Linked DNA regions of Mus musculus: regions 1, 2, 3, 4 and 5 are each linked to region 6. Evidence: chromatin contacts called from public HiCAR-type, HiChIP or PLAC-seq and promoter capture Hi-C data. All regions are on one chromosome and are shown on one strand. Each heading gives the region's core, a stretch centred on a gene start, on an enhancer-like site or on the middle of the called end of the contact. The rest is flanking DNA. Distances are from core to core; before and after follow the strand shown.

Region 1 (2,920 bases), core at 20-2,519, 750 kb before region 6:
CACAGCAGGGGTGCTCCTGTCTCAAGATTTAATGGAGTGTTCTACGCTGGTTCCGTGGTCCTGTTCTTTCCTGTGTGTGTCAGCACAATTTTCTGACCTTGGAGTTTGGGTCATGTGCCACTCCCTCACCACTCTGCCTGCAATTTTACTGTTTTCAACAAGTCAGATTCTGTTTGAGCTTGTTTTTTCTCATTGGAATGGGAGCTGGCCAGCAGACACCATCTGCCACTTTATGTACCTGGGTCTTCCTGTGAGAACCTTGGGAACTTAGTGGATATCAGTTGAAGGGGCAAAAGAACGAGATGATAAAGCTTGAACAAAGCAATGGCAGGGACAGATGAAACAAAAAAGCCCTTTGCTTGCTGAAGAAGTGTGTGCATATACAGGACTCGGAGGGGCAGTGATTGACCCATGGGAAAGAAATGGGCTCCCGCTTAGCCTACTCTTTTCTTTCCAACACCACCTGGGCAGGGGCCGTCATATGCTTTGTTCAGATGTATGGCAGTGGCTGAAGAGCCGGCGACACCCAACATCCAAGCAGCAGTTTGTGTGCTGGGGCAAGTGAAGCCTGCAGTAAAGACTGAACCCACAGCCTCTCCTTAGGCCAACATGGGCTGCTGCGCTCCCCACGGGAGCTGCCCCTTTATTGGCCAGCCTTTGAATTTTCTAGGAGGTCAAAGTAACTGGATCTGCTTGTTAAGATCAAAAGCACCTGCCTCCCTGATGTTGGTAGGTATAAGTGCAGGGTGGAGGACCGCAGCAGGTTCTGGGCAATACCATCAGAAGAGGGAAGCGTTTCCCAAGGTGGGGAGGCTGTGGGCATTCGCAACCCCTCCCCGTTAGTAATACAACCGCGCCATTCTGGAAACGTCTAAAGGCACCTGGAGGGTTCCCAAGCCGGTGGCAGGCAAGCTCGGCCTTGCCACTGACTCAGCGTCCCCTCCAACCCGCTGCTGAGTCAGGCCTGCAGTTGGGGTGCCAGGCGGCTGTGCGAGGCTCAGGAGCAACCTGAGCTGGCAAGCCTGCCCTTTGGGCCAGGCTGGAGGTCGAGCGAGAGCTGCGGCCAGGAGCGAGCCGCAGAGGGTGGGTCCTGGCCGCCTGGCGATCTTCCCGTCCTCCACGGGTGGAGGCGCGGCGAGGGAAGCCTCCCGGTCTGAGGCCACCACACACAGATTAGAGAGGCTCCTGGAGAGCTCCGGGCTGCGGACCCCAGCCTCAGTTTCCCCTGAGCCCCGCCCGGCGGCGCGAGGGCGGGTGACGTCACGGCGCACAGCATTGTGGGGCGGGCGCGGCGCCGGCGACGCCATTTTCGGCGGCGGAGGGTGGCGCGAGGCTGCGGAGCGCGGGTCAGGGTGAGGATGCTGCGGGGCGGCTGCGGAGGCGCCGCTTGCTGCTGAGGCGGCTGGGCTCTGCGCGGCCTCGGCCTGTGACAGCGCGACGAGCGCGACTCTCCCGATCGGACGGTGAGTGCGCGGCCTGGTCCCCGCCCCGCCCCGGGCTCCGCGCGGCTGGTGCGCAGTGCTCCAGACGCGGCCGCGACCCCTTCCCGCCTGCATCCTCCGGGCTGAGGCTTCTGGACCTTTCCGTCCACCGCCGCATCTGCACCCGGCCCTTCCAGGCTGCGATTTTGCTCCTCCGCCCGAACCCAGTCCCCTCCCTGGCCTTTCCATCCCTGTCTGCACCCTGGGGTTCCCTCTCCTCTCCGCTCCGTCCGCGCCCCTCCGTGCTCCGGTCTCTTGTCACCTCTGCCTGCGCGCCAGTAGTCTGCGGTCCTTGTCCTCTCTCAGCCTGTGCACATCCAGCAGGGGTTTCTGTCCTTTCTCCGCCTGCGCCTTTCTAGGCTCGGGTCTCTTGTCACCTCTCTGCGCTCCTCCAATCTGCGGTCCTTGTCCCTGTCTACCTGCGCCCCTGCTTTGGGTCCCTTCCCTGTCACTGGCTGCGCCCCTCCTGGCTGGGGTCTTTGTCGTCATCTCTCTGCCTGTACATCCAGGCTGAGGCTCTTCTCCCTTCCCTTCCTGTTCTGGTTCGGGTCCTGTCCTATCTCTGCCTGTCCCTCTCTGAGTTGAGGTCCTTGTCCCTTCTTCGTCCGTGACCCTCTAGGTTTGGGGCTCAGCTCTCTCTGCCTGCACTCTAGACTTCTGTTCCTGCCCCTTCTCTTCCACTCCCCTCCTGTGTCCCTCAGGCTTCTGTCCCATCTGTGTTCAGGGCCCCGCCCTGACTCGGGCCTCGGGGCGGGGGCGGCCTTCCAATGGCAGCTGTGGGCTTAAGGGACCCAAAGCCTGTCTGCTGAGGTCCTGAAGAGGTGGTGGTGGTGGTAGTGTGTGTGTTGGGGGTCAGCCGACTGGCTTTGTCTCAGGCCTCCCCGCCCTTCTAGCCCCCACCTCTCCCCGGCACCGCCCTGGGTGGCGTGCTGTCATGCTGTGGTCCATGGCCAGTGGCCAGCCAGTCTCTTTCTTTCAGTGGCCGGGTGTGGAATCTCCCTGTGACCTGAATGTGCCCGGCCTGGAGTGCTTTTCCTTGTTACATGTGGAGCCCCCTTCCCGTAAAAAAAAATTAAGGTGTTAATAAAGTAATATTAATATGTGACCGAGTGGATGGCATTATAATGAAGTTTGCAGGCCGTTTCCAGCTGTGTTGTGTTGGAATTGCTACTACCTGCTACTGTTATGTTATTGGTGATCTGGTGTACTTGCAAAAATGATGTCTTTAAAAAGCATGAGAACAAGAAATTTATATACCATTTAAACTGCTATGTTTTTGATTCTTTGCATTACTTAAATTCCAAGGCTCTTTATACGGTATGACAAAGCCTTAGGTCAGAATTAGCCTGGAATGCTTTGTAATAGGACAGTGAAACCCCATTAGGAAACTCGATCAACCTTGAGTCTCCTAAGCATGCCATAGTTAGGGATCTTCTACA
Region 2 (2,913 bases), core at 162-2,661, 570 kb before region 6:
GACCCGCTCTGGGACCACGAAGGAATCACACACGCGGGCTCTGTTCTGAGAAAGGGACAGGTTTAGATGAGAAACAAGAGCACTGCGCTGCTGCCTCTGGCATCTCGGAAAAACTCCAGGCTTCATGACAACAGCTTGTACCTAGAACCGAAAAAGAAGCCAGAAGCGTGCATGAGCAACAGGAATTCCAGTCAGTCTGAGCAGCTCTGGACTCCCCACCACAGGAGGCTGGGCCTGCACATTCCTGTAGCCATCTTCATCACTGCTGAGCCCCCTTCCCTCTGCTCTGGGCCGCATGGACCGTCCAGACTGGGCACCATGGCGATTCATGAGGATGGCCAGCCGTCTGTCCATCCCAGACTAAAGGCCCAAAACTGGCCCTGCAAGGCAGACCTGGGTTTTGAGAGCCTGAGCCCTCTGGCTGTGCCTCCTAAGCCCCTCTGTCCCTGTAGGGCCTGCCTTGTGGAAGCACAAAGAATTAGCTTTCGAAGCAGCAGGTCAGGAAAAGCAGGGTCTAACTGATATTCTAATTAGGGCGGCTTGAGCCTCCTCCACCCCATGACAGTGCGAGCTCGGCCTGCTGGGGACAGAGAGCGCAATGACAGCTCTGGTCTCCTCCTGCCTGATTTTGCTGGAGGCATCTTTCCTCCCTTCTGTTCATCAATTGTTTCTTTTTGGCCAGCATGGTGGGGGATGGGGCTCATGGACACTGTGGCTACGGTGGCACCTGTGTTCTCTCCCCAAGCCTAAGCCATATTGCCCTCCTGCTCCAACAGAGACCCAGCTTTCCTTCCTCTGGCCTTGGCCTGCCTACCTGGAAAGGCACTGGGTTGGCTTCCATTCAGGCTGATTCCTCATTAAACAGACACGCCCCTTGAAAGTTCCGTTTTCCTGGTCACTCATTAGGAAACCCAGTTCCTGGCCTACCTTCACGAGAGAATGGGGAGCCGAGCTGTGCAGACTGTGGAGGCCCCACTCTGCAGAAAGAAGGTCTCCCTAGGAGACAGCAACAGATGCCACAGACTGGCCCTGGCCATGCTCATCCCGCTTTCAGGGACCCACGAGTCCCTCCTCCCCCAGCCCTACCTAGATGAGGATACAGGAGAGCCAGGCTCAGTGATGACTCCGGGAGCAGAAGGAAGTCCTGAGTCACCCTGGCCGGGAGCAGGAAGTGGTTATCACCAGAACCAGCACTCCCAAAGCCCAGGAAGCCAGAGTGTGACGTCACAGCGGTGATGTCACCAGCCAGCAGGGATAGGAAGCATCTGCCAGGTCCCCAGCAGCCAGCCCTGTGCTTCTCCGTTCATCCTCTGTCCCTCTGTCCACCATGCGTGCTGCGGTCTACCCTGAGCACCGTGGCTGGCTGGGAATAGCTGAGTGAGGGCCTTGTCTAGTCTAGTAGGACACAGTGTGTGGTTCAGAGCTGGCAGGCGGGGCCTGGGCGGCTAGGGGGCGGGGCCGTGCCTGGGACCGCCCTCAGGAAAGGCCTCACTGAGCAGTTGGTGGTGTCTGCTTTGGGGCTTTGTGGGGTTCTGGGCCAGTTAAAACTTCCCTTCCTGGTGGAGGCAGTTTCACACAGCCTCCGTGTGGATGGACTCTGGCTATTTACAGGGCTGTAGGAAGAGGCTGAGTCACCAGGTAGCCTCCCTGGAGGCCCATGAGACTGGTCACCAAGGTCACAACCCTTGTGAGGCTGGTAGCCTGGAGCCTCTGGACCCTGACCCGAATGGGAGTTCAACTCTGCCCTGATAAGATATCATCTGCAGCCCGCTGGGCTTGGGGACTGTCACTTTATTGGTTTTGAAGTGCCTTGTTATTTTTTTGGTTATAGAGGTGATGTGGCCGAGTGATAAAGTCCTTTAGGCACCAGTGTGTGTGGGCGATGTTGTTGTTGGTGCCACCTCATGATGGGATGACTTGCCCAATCATAATTTACTAAAATCACAGCTCAACTAAGACCCTGGTAGAGAGAAATGCCATGAACCCCAGTCCTTCCCCACCTGAAGACCATCCACGACACACTTCTGGGGAGCCTCGCTCGGTGTGAACTGTAGGGTAGGTCTGGGTAAGAGCTGGACAAGAGAGCTGCTGACCCAGCCGGCCTGCCCTCCCCCCACCCCACCCCCAGCTGCTGTGACCACCCGGCATGCTGCTTATCTTGTTTCCCCAGATGCTTCCTGTGTGGGATGTAGGGGTGGGAGTGAGGGCCAGGCACTCTTCCAGGTCGCTCTGGAGACCTGATGTATCCCAAAGCTGAATGAACCCTGGGGGGAAGACTCCTGATGGCTTGCACGTGGGCCTTGAGGGAGAGACTGAGGGGGCACTCAGTCCCTGCATACCGTCCTTGGATGGGGTCCTCACCCACTGCGAGGCTGTAGGAGGCTGCCCCTGCCAGAAGTAAAGGCTAAGCCCGCTTCCCGTGCTGTCCTTGATATGCCCCAGCCATGGAAGCAGGTCAGGCCTCGGGGCAGCCCTCATACCAAGCTCCACTAAGTGGCACCCCTAGCTACTCCTCTTCAGCCCAGAGGGCATCCTCCTCTTCCTCCTCACTTCTCTGAACACAGAGGAGCATGCAGGCACAGAGCAGGGTGCAATAGCGACATGTCTGAGAACTCCACGGAAAGGTGCCCGCGGACACTGCCAGGCTTTCACCAGGTCCCCCTCCCTCATATCCCCTGGAACTTGTTTGCTCAACTCTGGTTCTCATCTGGGAACCTGGCTTCCCAAGGAACTTTGAGACCAGAGCCACCTCCATTGTATGTGTGATGGGGTTGGGCGGGAAGGGGGGGTGGGAAAGAATGCCTAACTAGTTACAAACCTTCCACATTCACAAAAGCTTACAGTTCATAATGGAATCTTTTCTGGCCCACAGCCCTGCAAAGCCCCAAAGCAGACACCACCAACTGCTCAGTG
Region 3 (2,984 bases), core at 115-2,614, 600 kb before region 6:
TACCAGAACAATTATTTGACCCCAGCTCTTCTGACGCCCACTTAGTGCTCTTTCCATTACAAGGCAATCGTTTAAAAACATGCTTAGCATTCAACAAGCCTAACACCAAAGGATTTAAGGATCAAGTAGGTTAAATCTTAAAACTCCACCAACACCAGGGGTTGGAATCAGTTCAAAAGGAGGGAGAAGAGATTATCAAGAAACAGGAAATTATTTGAAGGGGTGGTGGTTTGTAAACTAATGAGCTTGGGTGCAGCATAGCAGAACGACAGTATTCAAGTAAAAATGCAGAGACATATTTCCCCTCTGAAACGTGATCTTTCCACGTAGGCTTCAATTTTTTTTTTCTGTGGATCTGGGATATATAAACTCAGTGATAGAAACACTGGCCTAGTCCTGCAAAGCCCAGGTTTGACCCCCAGCACTTCTAAAACAAGCGAACAAAAAAAAAAAAATAGATTGTGTGTTATTTTATTAGTCTGAGATTTTTTTACTCAATAGACACTCTAAAAACAACACGCCCAACTGGGTACAATCTATGTCACGTTTTTTCCCATTAATTACGACGTATACACTTCACAAAAAGCCTATTTAAAAAAGGAGAGAATTCAGCATCCACTGCTGCTTGTACCGCACGCAGGTAAAGGAAAAGGCAAAGAAGGTGGCAACCCCCAAAACGAAGGTCTTCCTGGCCAAAAGCATCCTTAAGAGCAGGACAAAGGCTCGAGTGACACACAACCGGCTCAACCTTAAGGACATAGGGACATCACGCCAGGTGGAGCAAATGTACCCACGGAGAAGCCTCGGCAAGGGGATTCCTAAGATGGCTCTCTGAATCCACGCACGGCATGCGTTCCTCCCAGTGCAGGGGAAACACATATTCCGAGCGTGCGAACACCGCACCCGGGTGCCCTCGCCGAGGAAATCGAGGCACCGGTCGCTGGCCGGGAGGGGCCGTACACGCCGCAGCCCCGCGCAGCCCGCAGCCCTGCGGAGGCCGCTCGCCCTGTCGGCGACCCCGCCCACGCTCGCTCTCTCGCCCGCCCGCTGACAGCCGCCGCCCCCACCTGCCCCTGCGCTCGCTCGCCCTGCACGCCCGCCCGCCGCTTCCTCCCTGCCGGGCCCGCCTCGCGCGGGGGCCGGGGAACGAGGCGCCGCCGCCCGCACCCACCGGCATCATCGCGGCGCCGTCCGCCGCGCCCGCGCCGCCTGACAGGACGCCGCTCCGGCCGCCTCACAGGCCTCGCACCCGCTGCGGCGCCCTGCGGCCCGGCTGCGGCGAGGCGGCAGCTGCGGAGAGCCGCGCAGCCCTCGCTCGTCCTGTCGCGCCGCCCCGCGTGCCGCGTCGCCGTCCCTCAGCCGCCGCCACCGCCTCTGCCGAAGCCGGCCGCCTTCCGCCACCCACTCGGCTCACCCCGCAGGCTGCGGAGGCCCCGCCCCACGCGTCGCTCCCCCACCCGCCTACGCCACCTATGATTGGTCCGGTGGGGGTAGGCGGGATAAGAGGGCGGGGCTTCTCCGCCGCGGCCAGGTGAGAGCGCGCTCGTGCGCGTCTGCGCTCTCGGCGGCGGGGGAGGGGCGCGCTGCGGACGCCGACCCCGCCCCTCCTCCTGCATACCAGCAAAGGGGGCGTTGGGGCGCCCAGGGACCTCCGAACCTTGTGTCTGCGAGACTTCGGCTCAGGGTCACCTCGGACGAATAGGAAGCAAAGGACAGAGAGGAAAGGGCGGCTGGGTCCGGCCCACAGTCGCGACCGGTGGAGACTCGAACCTCTCAGGTCCGAGAGGCCAGTGGCGAGCTGGCCACAGACCAACTCTGACCGTAACATATACCCTAGGTGTCCAGCGCTATGCGAGGCTACAGGCCGGATCCTATCAGGCGGGCACAGGGTGTCCCCGATGTGTCTGCATCAGCCGATTGCATACCGCTCAGTGTCCCGGGCCCCAGAGACCTGGGACTCTGCCCCCGCTTCCACCGCGGGCTGAGCCATTGAAGCCTTCCTGGACAGGACATACAGGCTCTCAGCCTCAGCCCTTCACACGATCCATCCCAAGACCGAAGGACCCATCCCCACCTGTGTCAGTATCCTTGGAGATCCAGCTGGAACGTCCCAGGGCAGAGTCCAATCTGTACCTTCAGGGTCCAGGTCTGTCCTTAGAATGCTGTCTCCTGTGTCATTTTTCCCTCCAACTAGGGAGCCTGAGTGACAGAGGGTAGAGCAGGCCCCAGAGCAGACCCTCAGCAGAGGCTGCCGGGTGGGCAGGCACCCTTTCTGAGTACTCCACATTGTGCCATTTGCCTGAACTCTGACAGATGAGACACAACGGCTGATGAGCTGCACCGGGCTTAAACTTCCATGAGATTCCAGAAACATGAAGACAGCTGGATGACCCCAAACACAGAAAGGGTAGATCACCTTGGGAAGTACCCAACCCCTGGAGAGGGCAGCAGATGTTGATCAGGGGCAGTTTATAGCCTGTCTGGTTCTCTGAGTGGCGGGAGGCTGCTGCTAAGTCGGGGCAGAGAGAGGGAGGAGGCCAGAGTTACACCAGCCCCCTTATGGGCAGCCACACCTGAGCTTAAGAGGCCATGGGGGTTAGTGATTGAGAGCGTGGACTTTCCAGTTGAACAGACTTGGTTCCACACCACTGCTGACACACCCTCGCTGTGTGATCTTCAGCGAGCTCATATCTGTCATAGGATGTGGTAGGATAATAGTACCTCTCTCTCAGGTGTGATGTATGAATACTTCGAGCAGTTTGTGACACGTGCCAGCTGCCCTGTGAATTCTGTAGTTACGTTATCGTTAGCAAGCAGGTTTGGTGTAAAAATGTCCCTAGGGTTTTAAGACTGAATACATGTGGACCATGAATGGTCAGTGACACACCCTTTCTGGGAACAGGATTGAGTGGTTTCAATCAGATGTCAAGAGACCTGGGTCCCAGTTCCAGCTCTGCTTCATTTCCTGCGAGGTCTCAGGCAGC
Region 4 (2,927 bases), core at 227-2,726, 830 kb before region 6:
TTCTTATTAGAACTCAGTGCATAAACTGCGCTGGGAAATCTCCCCACCCTCACCTCACCAGCTAGGGTCTTAAGCTGCTGGTTCTGCTTGAAGACTCCAGGCTGAGGCTGGGCATAACAGATGACTAGTTCTGAGAAGATGGACTGTAGAAGAGGTACACAGGAAGAACTGAGAAGCCAGCAGTGGGCAAGTGGAACCAAGCCCCCCCCCCCCCCCCCGTTGAACTCATAGGTTGGGTGGGGATGTAATCAGGCCTGGTCTCCATGCCACCGAGAAGCTGAGGAAGAGGAACCTCCCAGGAGAAGTGAAAAGTCTAACTCTCCAGAGGGGCAATTAGGATGTGTATTGGGCTGTGCACCACCAAGGGAATGAAGTACCCTGTTAGAACAGGGGTTGTGGGGGCAGGGAGGATGGGATAAGGAGTTTCTGAAGGGAAGTCCTGGAAAGGGGAAAACATTTGAAATGTAAATAAATTATTCAATAAAGACGAAAAAAAGAAAGAAAAGGGTTGTGGGGCTGTGGATATGGCTGGGATGTCTCAGCTGAAGACATGGGCGACCAAGAAAAACCCTCACTGTCTGTCCTTCCAGGGCTATCATACTAAGGTCAATCAGGGCAGAAATTTGAGGAGGTCTGAAGTCAGGCACCTGAGTTTCTAGGGCAAGGACATCACAGGTTGGCCTAGCCTGGCCCCAGAGGATCCCTATAGGCTGGCGGGATTCTAGAAAAGGCAGGCTGGGTCAAAGTCTCTTCATGGAGAGTGCAGCCTTAAGCTGGTCACTGCTGCTGGTTCTGCATAGCTAACGTTTCCTTCTCTTCTTTTCTACCAGCTGAGGTGTGCAGGAAGGCTCTCCACTCTCTCTGCCCCATGCCTGCCTACTCCCCTCTCCACTGCACACCCGGAGGAAGAATCTTCCTTCACTTCATAGGCTCTCAAGATGCCAGGGATCCTGGAAAGGGACGCTTTGTGCCCTCCCCCTCAGGCAGGACCTGGCCTAGGGCCACTTTTGCAGAATACTCCAGACTAACTCTACTCCTTTTACTCGGCCCAGCCCTAGCCAAAGTCTTTGAGCTAACCCTCATCCCTTTGCCTGCGTTTCCACTTTATGGCATTTATTCTGGAGCCCAGACAGGGTGTTTCAGAGCTGTTTGCAATGACAAAAATGTCCTGGTGGGCCATAGTAGGGAGGTCCTGGGGTTACATAGTTGTCAAAGTGCTCTTTAGGGTCATGCGTATCCCGCGGGCAGACACTTCGTGCACCGGGCAGCCCTAAAAGGCCGCGCGCGGACAGGCCGCGGGCGAGCAGGGGACTTTTATTTCGCACAGCGCTCGGATCTCTTAGGCAACGTGCAAGCCTGCACAGAAGAACACAGCCGAAGAGACGCCAGCCAGAAAAGGTCCTCTGGGAGCACGCAAAGGACAGCGCGGCGACTCCCAGAGAGCCCTGCGTTGGTTTGACGTCATCAAAAAGCACCGGAAGTGCTACGGCCGCCGTGGAGCCACGTGTGGAGCCGGGAGCCGGTTTATGCTGCGTGAGTTTCCGAGCTGGGAGCGGCGCTCCGGGCTTGCTGGCAGGTCCCGTGCTGTTCGGCGGGAGGCCAGCCTTCCCTGCCGTCGGGAGCCCTCCGTGGAGACTCTGGGCAAGGGGCTACGGGGATTCCGGGCTCGGAGGTGGCTTCTCTCCCCTGCTGTGCACGCTATCAGAGGCTGCCGCCTTCACACTAGGGGATTCTGGTTCTTCATGTGTGGGAATCCTTGGGCTCCTGTCGCTGTGCACTCTCTTGTGTACTCCGAGAATAGAGACCTCCAGAAGGGCTCCATATGTTAGGCTAGAGTGCAGCTCTGTTGGGTTGGCTAAGCAAGTCCGCTAACCCTGCTCAGAACCCAGGCCCCACAGACCTCTCTGTCCAGACCACAGATCTTCATCCTGCCTCCTGGTCCTCTGACCTCACGTCCACACACCACTTCTCCAGGTCCCTGACCCTTGGCAAACGTTAACACCATGAGTTTCGTGGCATACGAGGAGCTGATCAAGGAAGGCGACACAGCCATCCTGTCACTGGGGCACGGCTCGATGGTAGCAGTGCGTGTGCAGCGTGGGGCACAGACCCAGACCCGGCATGGCGTCCTGAGGCACTCGGTGGACCTCATTGGCCGCCCATTTGGCTCCAAGGTGATTTGCAGCAGAGGCGGCTGGGTGTATGTGCTGCACCCCACTCCTGAGCTCTGGACAGTGAACCTGCCCCACCGCACGCAGATCCTCTACTCCACCGACATTGCCTTGATCACCATGATGCTGGAGCTGCGTCCCGGTTCTGTGGTCTGTGAATCAGGTGAGCTCCTCTGGTATGAGCTCAGATAAGACGGTTTGCAGCCGATCCTTCCTGCAGTTGTGCGCTGAACTACTTGGTTCTTCTAGCTTTTATTTAGCAACTCCGCTTGCAAGGGAGGGTGTGGCTGCAGGGAGTGAAGCCAGAAGCAGTACTAGCTGCTGTCATCGAAATGGCAGCTGATGGGAGCTAACCTGGGTTGGAGAAGAAAGAGGAGGAGGTGCCCTATGAGGTCGGAGCTGGGATTGCTTGATGCTGGCCAAGGTGCTGACTGCTTTTTTTCTAGGCCAGCTGCCCCTTCCTGGAGGGAGGCTGGATACTCCAGAGCTCATTGCAGAGAGAAGTCTGTCCCACACTTACAGCCAGGCCCTTCCCTAGTTCCATCGAAGATTAGCACTGTCACTGATACGAGGCCAGGTGGTAGCTAGAAGGGTCTGAGCTAGCTGTCTCTCACATGCCCACCCTTAGGTACTGAGGCCACTGGATGCAGCAATCTAGGCATACACCTCTGCCAAGAATGACCCCGGGGATCAGATGGCTAGATCCTTGGTGGTGTGTTTCTTGTGGGCTAAGAGGCTGAGGTCCAGAGTCACAAG
Region 5 (2,822 bases), core at 156-2,655, 700 kb before region 6:
GGAGTGGCTCAGGAGCCAAGTTTGAGGAGGCCGAGGACGTGAGATCTGGTGCTGGGCAGGTTTGGTGGGCTGCCAGTAATCCCAGGGCTCAGAAGGCAGAGACAAGTTCCTCAGAGCAGGCCGACAGGCTGAATCTGTGGACTTTGGGTTCGTAGGGCAAGTGATGGAGGAATATATGTCAGACATCTGCCTTCCACACACGCACACACATCAGTACGGATGCAAACGGACATACACGTATGTACATACAACACACACACATACACCACACCACACAGGGCAGGAGGGAAGGGAGAACATGCTTTCAGACACAAAGCTCTGGCACCAGAACTCAAAGGTCCCCCAAGCCATCGCTACAGCGTCCAGTGGTGAACCAGAGCAATCACAGGGCTTGGTGGAGACTGGACAGAGGACATAGTCAGGGGCGGGTTCTATCTGTGCACCCGCAAATGCCAAGGCCTTGAGGCAGCTAACCTTGCTTTACAAAGTGCCACTGAGCAACTTCTACTTCAACACTGAGAACCTGTGTCTCAGACAAAAGCACAGAGCTCCATGCTCCACTTGGCCGCCTGCCTTCCGGAGAAGTAGGGTTACACCAGCTCATCCCTCCAACTGGGCTAGAGTGTGTCCAATTGTGTCAGAGAGAGAGCAAAGCTCCTGGGTAGCTGATTTGGCCAATTACCCAAAGAAGCTAGAGGGTGAGGCGCGCGCGGTGGCTCACACCTGTATCAGTGCGAGGAAGGCTGAGGCAGGACTGCTGAATCCAAGGCCAGCCTAGGCTACACGCACAATGTGACTCGTCCTTACGAACACCACAAGAAAAACAAAAGTCACAGATCAAATCTGCAGCGAGTGGTCACGCTGTGGCTGGCCTGGGACTCTAGTGCGGAAAGCAGGTCCCGCGCTCAGTTCGATTCCTTCAAACCCCGCTACGGGCTTGAAGGGGTGCCCCGCTGGGGAAGCTCGTTCTTGAGTCCCGACCTGGGGCGCTCGAAACCCACAGTGTCCTCTGTCCTCTCCCGCCACCCCATGTTCGGCCACTCGCGATCAGCTAACTCACCTCCCGGATCAGCGACCCCGCAAGTCTCCCGCGCGCTCCGCCCGCTCCTGAAGCCCCGCCCATCTCAATCTTCTCTTCCAATGAGAGGCCAGAGTCCGAGTCTGCTCCACCCAGAAGAAACGAAGAGGCGCCTACGTGGCTGACTAATTGGCCAATCCGAAGTCACACTCTCCCTAGAGGGGCGAGGGTGCCCCTCCGGTCTTCACCGCCGATTGGTGGCCAGCCGTAGGGGCGGGATCCTTGCACGGATTGGAGAAGGGCGACTCTGGGGCGGATACTACTCTCCGATTGGTTCATATTACGAGCTCTGGCTGCGGATTGGGCTTCGGAGCTGTCATCGTGTCTGCGGGCGGGGCGGGGTGGCGCCTTGTGTGGGCTCAGCGCGGGCGGTGGCGTGAGGGGCTCAGGCGGAGACATGTCCTCGGGGGTGGCCGCGCGTCGCGACGCCAAGAAGCTTGTGCGCTCGCCAAGTGGCCTGCGCATGGTGCCGGAGCACCGCGCCTTCGGAAGCCCTTTCGGCTTGGAGGAGCCGCAGTGGGTTCCGGACAAGGAGGTGCGTCCTAGCCCCCGGGTCCCCAACCCGAGCCGGGGCGTCTCCCGCCTCCGTCCTAGGGACGCTCGGCCGCGGCTCCCCTCCGGGCGTTCCCGCTGTCCCTTCTGCGCTGTGGGGCGTTTTCCATTCCTTGGCGGTCATTGGCTGCGCGGTGCGGAGCCCCGGGGAGGCCCGAGGGGGAGCGGTGGAGCGGCTCACCCGTGAGCCGTGCGCGAGTTTGGGGCTGGAGTGTGTCCGTGGGGCGAGGGTGAGGGAGTCCGCCTCCACCTGCCCACGGAGGAACGGTGCCAAAGGGTTTGCAATCTTCGAAGTTCTAAACTCTGCAAAGCTTGGCCACTTGGGAGAAAATAGGAGCAATTCACGCATTCCATGCGATTTTATTTCAAAGCAAATTAAATATCTTTAAAAGACACCAACGAAAGTACTGGCGACTTTGATAAACTTTGAAACAACTTTTCTTCATTTATTCATGTGTGTATGTGCCTTTGTCCCCAATGTCACAGCGCTGGTGTGTAGATCAGAGGATAATTTGTAGAAGAGAGTTTTCTTAAACCATCTGGGTCCCAGGGACGGAATTCAGGTCTCAGGTGTGGCGGCACGTGCCTTTACTTGGTGAGCTATCTTAATGGCTCGTGTAAATTCATCCATGTTTCTGTTTCTCTCCCTCCTTCCCTTTCTCCCTCTCCTTCCCTTCCTCCCCTCTCCCCCTCCCACCTCCCCGTCCTTGGCCTAGCACTCATAAGATCTGCCTTCAGAGTGCTAGGCATGCACTACCACACGCCTCTACCACACACTGTTGCTATGTTGTCCTCGAACTCCTCCTCCCTCAGCCTCTTGAGTTAAAGATGTGCTTCACCACACCTGGCCTCCTCCCAAATTTTTTAAGTTAGAGTCCCTGCTTGGAATTCTAATCAGCTGCTCTTCTTTCCCCTTGAGAGCTCATCCACAGGTGGCCGAGGCCAGCGGCTTCTTAGAGTGAGGTCCAGTGTTCTTGAAACAGGGACTGGAGAGCCACCCGTGCGTGCAGCCAGAAGGTTGTAGCCTGGCTGCTGTTGCTCTGCACCCCACCCCACCCCCCAAACTCTGAAGTTCCTGAGAGCCCTGAAGGAGAAGGTTCATCTTGTACTCAGAGCCCCTGGCTATACCAGGTGTGTCACTGAGCCGTCCCTGCCCTCCTGGTTGTGCCCTCAGTTTTGCACTTTACCTTTG
Region 6 (3,223 bases), core at 280-2,779:
ACGCGTAGGAAAGAGCTTCTCTAGTTCTAACTCTAAGGACACTTCGATTCTGGACTCTCGGCCTCTACTGTGGTGAGAGCGTTAACTGTTTCATGTTCTTCATCTGTGGTACTAGCAAGAACCCCCTTCACCCAGCCTCCTACATCCTTGTGTTCTCAGAGACCCGTGCTTGTCACCCACCTCCTTGCAAGGGAGCAACTAAAAACATGGATGGGGAGGGCTGGACGTGGGAATTCACTCTCTATTGCAGGAGCATTGGTATTCCAGGACCCAGGAAGCCTCAGCCAGGGAGAGGGTGGGCTCTTGATTGTTGTTGGCTGAGGACACCAAGTGACCACATTCTACTGGCTTCAGACAGGTGACAAAGAAAAAAAGGGTGAAGAAACTCGGGAGGTACAGGGAACACAAAGGAGATCCTACTCACCCACCACACACACACACACACACACACACACAGACAGACATATAGACACATGCACAGTATACACACAGAGTACACACACACATAAAGGCACACACAGAGTACACACAGAGAGACACACATACACACACACACACACACACACACACACACACACACACACACACACACACTGTACATGCCTCCAGCTTAAGGGGAGCTTAAGGAGCTCTACAGACATCCTCTGCCATCTTTTCCCAAGAGGAGTAGCAAAAATAGAAGACTACCCGCTCTTTCCAAAGTGTAGTCCCTTCCCCCACTCACAGGAAAGGGGTGCAGGCCCAAGACTACTGCAAATGGTCCCAGGTCCCGAGGAGTGTGGCCTAGCTTAACAAGAGAGCCCAGACATGCAGCCATGACAGTGCAACATCTGTGCTCCAAGGGGTCAGGACTGAGAATTCGGAGTGATGCATCCCTTGGGAATAGAAAGAGATCATGTGGGTCGGACAGACAGCCTCATAGCCGCTGGGCCTGTGTGTAAACAAAGGGCAGTCTGCTTAAAATAATGAGGCTGAAAGTGTTGACACTTGCAGGCCTCTGCAGCAAGAGAGGTGGAGGGGCTCATGGCCCCGGAGAGGAGAGCCTGATAGGTGCCAGGAACCGTGTGAGTGTTGCATCAGTTTGCGCTGGGCTGCTGAAAGGCCTAAACTTACCCCTCGTGTCCCTTGCAGAGGAAGAAGAGCGTGCGCCATGCGTGCGCAGCAGCCAGCAGCAGTGACAGGAGGCTGGCGAGCAGGCTGAAGCGGCAGGCAGCCGGTGGGCCCCACTCCTGCACAGTGAAGCGCTCCCGCCCCTGCATCGTCAGGTTGGCACTCAGCCACATACCCTCGGTAAAGAGTAGGCAGCGGCCACGAAAGTCGTGGCCGTTCTCGGACAATGGCACCACCACCACGAAGCTGAACAAGAAGGCCAGAAAGTAACAGACGCACTGCGCGAAGAGGAAATTGTTGAGCGCCATGGTGGTGCCAGGATGAGAGGAGCCGCTGGCGAGGCCACCGGACAGGGACGCGATCGCTCCAGAAGCCGGGCCGCGAGTCTCCGGCGCCGCGCAGGCCGGTCCCGAGCCGCGTGGGAGGCTGCGCAATGACGGCGCCCGCGGGTCTCTCGCGTTGCGCGCAGACGCGTGCGCACAGGCCGAGCGTGGGGCGCGCCTGCGGTCAGTACCGCGGACAGTTCCCGCGGCTGCAGGATAGGTAGACAGAGCACTACACTAGACAGACTGCATTGGTGGAGACGTGCCATGGAAACCTGGCAGGGGTCGTGAGCATTACTAAGTCAGCTTGGGGAAACCCGACTCTGTCAGGAAGGGTACCAGCAGCGAAAGGCTAAGGAGGAGAAGGATGGAGTCCTATGTGCAGTTCAGACTCCTTTGCCAGGGCCTTTGTCTTTAAAGCGAATGGAGGAGGGAGGCAGAGAGTCGGGTCGGTAGGTGTGAGGATAGAAAAGAGGAAGGGTTCAAGTATTCCTAGGCGGGAGCAGACTCGTGATCTGTTTGTGCTCCGAGAACCATGCCCTCAGCCCCACAGTAGAGCCCTCCACTCCGCGTTTGTAAGATAAATAATGGTTGCCCTGGGCACCTCATTAAGACCTCTTTGCTGTGATGGAGCTGGTGGTGCATTAATTAATAGAATTAATGACTTTTCTAGTTTCCCTTAATACCAAGTAACCGTTAGTCCAATTCCCAGATGAGTAAGCCCTAGAGACATCCTTCTGGATATAGATTACATCAGCATTATTTTTGGCTTCAGGCACTAAAAATTCCTTTTGTTTTATTGCCAAAGTAATATGGGCTTGTTTTTTTTTTTAATTACAATGAGGAATATGTGTGATACAAAGACACCAAGTTTCTTCCTCTTCCCTCCACTCCGGCACATCGTTACTACTCGTGACAACCTGATGTCTACCCATCCAGACATTTTGCACCACGCACACACAATTTTCAAAAATGTTTCATACTATGCCTGTGTCTACAGGCAATTCAGTCATCCAACAGTATGCATTATTCCCTGTCTGCACAAGCAAGCCCGTGGTCTTCTTTCTAGTTATTGTGTAACATTCCGTAACATTGACTGTTGTGTGTGACTATCCCTCTCTGGGGGGACATTGAGCGTCTCCAGTGTCTGTTGTTTCCGGCTCTGCTGTGTGACATCCTGGTGTCTTTTTCTGCGGCTGTGCCAGCTGTGCAGGCAGCACATGAGTCTCTATGAAAGTCTTAGGAGAAGAATGACTGGGTCATGAGGTACGAACACTTCAAGTGGTGTTGGCAGGAGTCGCCAAACTGGTCTCTGGCAATATCGTGAAGATAGTCCACACATCAACTCTGCAGACCCTTCTCCTGAGCAGGGCTTTCAATCTGGTTGGTTTTTACACACGGAAAGACAGCTCATTGATTTGTGACTTGTCTTCTGCTTATCACTGGGAGGTCAAAATCTGCTCATAGTCATTACCATTTGTTATCCGCCTCTGCACATAGAGCATTCATTTTGCAATCTCTTGAGTACGTTATATGAAGGAACAGGATAAGGTCTGCAGCAGCTACTCTTTTCTCAGAGAATCCACCCAGGGTTTCTTCCACTGCCAAGACTCCCCAACCCAAACCAGGGGGGATTGTTTAGGAAGCTCAGCCTGCCCCATCCCAAACACAAATCCTAACCATTCATCAGCACTGGAAAATTTTGACCAAAAAACAACAAACAAACAAAATTGACCCTGACAATTGAGAAGGAAACAGATTGCATCAGAGGGATGACTAAAAAGGGACTC

Evidence for each region. Promoter capture Hi-C pulls out the DNA fragments that hold promoters and counts their contacts. HiCAR-type assays count read pairs that join an accessible place to other places. HiChIP or PLAC-seq counts read pairs in DNA pulled down with a chosen protein or histone mark.
Region 1: a contact with region 6 is called in an H3K4me3 HiChIP or PLAC-seq map of embryonic stem cells, with 5 times the contacts expected there. The contact joins the promoter of Klc1 here to the promoter of Tmem179 in region 6. A contact is called at or near these places in 1 of 39 promoter capture datasets (hippocampal neurons), 1 of 484 Hi-C or Micro-C datasets (cortical neurons) and 4 of 115 datasets of contacts at active chromatin or transcription factors (embryonic stem cells and stem cell-derived neural progenitor cells).
Region 2: a promoter capture Hi-C map of stem cell-derived epiblast-like cells shows a contact between it and region 6, with 8 times the contacts expected there. The contact joins the promoter of 5033406O09Rik here to the promoter of Tmem179 in region 6. A contact is called at or near these places in 1 of 39 promoter capture datasets (stem cell-derived epiblast-like cells), 1 of 15 datasets of contacts at CTCF or cohesin (the NIH/3T3 cell line), 1 of 115 datasets of contacts at active chromatin or transcription factors (pancreatic cancer cells) and 1 of 9 other capture datasets (embryonic stem cells).
Region 3: a contact with region 6 is called in an HNF4G HiChIP or PLAC-seq map of pancreatic cancer cells. The contact joins the promoter of Ppp1r13b here to the promoter of Tmem179 in region 6. A contact is called at or near these places in 2 of 39 promoter capture datasets (hippocampal neurons and neural stem cells), 5 of 115 datasets of contacts at active chromatin or transcription factors (cardiomyocytes, embryonic stem cells, pancreatic cancer cells and 1 more) and 3 of 9 other capture datasets (embryonic stem cells, liver and pancreatic islet).
Region 4: a contact with region 6 is called in an H3K4me3 HiChIP or PLAC-seq map of embryonic forebrain, with 3 times the contacts expected there. The contact joins the promoter of Trmt61a here to the promoter of Tmem179 in region 6. A contact is called at or near these places in 2 of 115 datasets of contacts at active chromatin or transcription factors (embryonic forebrain and forebrain).
Region 5: a contact with region 6 is called in a HiCAR-type map of embryonic stem cells, with 3 times the contacts expected there. The contact joins the promoter of Zfyve21 here to the promoter of Tmem179 in region 6. A contact is called at or near these places in 3 of 39 promoter capture datasets (embryonic stem cells and hippocampal neurons), 1 of 484 Hi-C or Micro-C datasets (embryonic stem cells), 5 of 115 datasets of contacts at active chromatin or transcription factors (cardiomyocytes, embryonic limb bud and embryonic stem cells) and 1 of 9 other capture datasets (embryonic stem cells).

What each region holds. Positions count from the first base shown.
Region 1 is chr12:111,757,580-111,760,499 of GRCm38.p6, forward strand. It overlaps Klc1 (kinesin light chain 1), which reads left to right and starts at 1,270. Exons shown (of 16, transcript NM_001025360.2): 1 at 1,270-1,463.
Region 2 is chr12:111,943,071-111,945,983 of GRCm38.p6, forward strand. 5033406O09Rik (RIKEN cDNA 5033406O09 gene) reads right to left here and starts at 1,412. Exons shown (of 3, transcript NR_029464.2): 1 at 1,087-1,412; 2 at 815-996; 3 at 1-141. It overlaps Gm36757 (a long non-coding RNA gene), which reads left to right and starts at 2,888. Exons shown (of 3, transcript XR_003950158.1): 1 at 2,888-2,913.
Region 3 is chr12:111,906,691-111,909,674 of GRCm38.p6, forward strand. Ppp1r13b (protein phosphatase 1, regulatory subunit 13B) reads right to left here and starts at 1,365. Exons shown (of 17, transcript NM_011625.1): 1 at 1,172-1,365. The coding sequence starts at 1,180.
Region 4 is chr12:111,676,629-111,679,555 of GRCm38.p6, forward strand. Trmt61a (tRNA methyltransferase 61A) reads left to right here and starts at 1,477. Exons shown (of 4, transcript NM_001099793.1): 1 at 1,477-1,533; 2 at 1,975-2,334. The coding sequence starts at 2,004.
Region 5 is chr12:111,812,765-111,815,586 of GRCm38.p6, forward strand. It overlaps Zfyve21 (zinc finger, FYVE domain containing 21), which reads left to right and starts at 1,406. Exons shown (of 7, transcript NM_026752.4): 1 at 1,406-1,613. The coding sequence starts at 1,476. Xrcc3 (X-ray repair complementing defective repair in Chinese hamster cells 3) reads right to left here and starts at 1,115. Exons shown (of 8, transcript NM_028875.3): 1 at 1,061-1,115.
Region 6 is chr12:112,509,631-112,512,853 of GRCm38.p6, forward strand. Tmem179 (transmembrane protein 179) reads right to left here and starts at 1,530. Exons shown (of 4, transcript NM_178915.3): 1 at 1,114-1,530. The coding sequence starts at 1,418.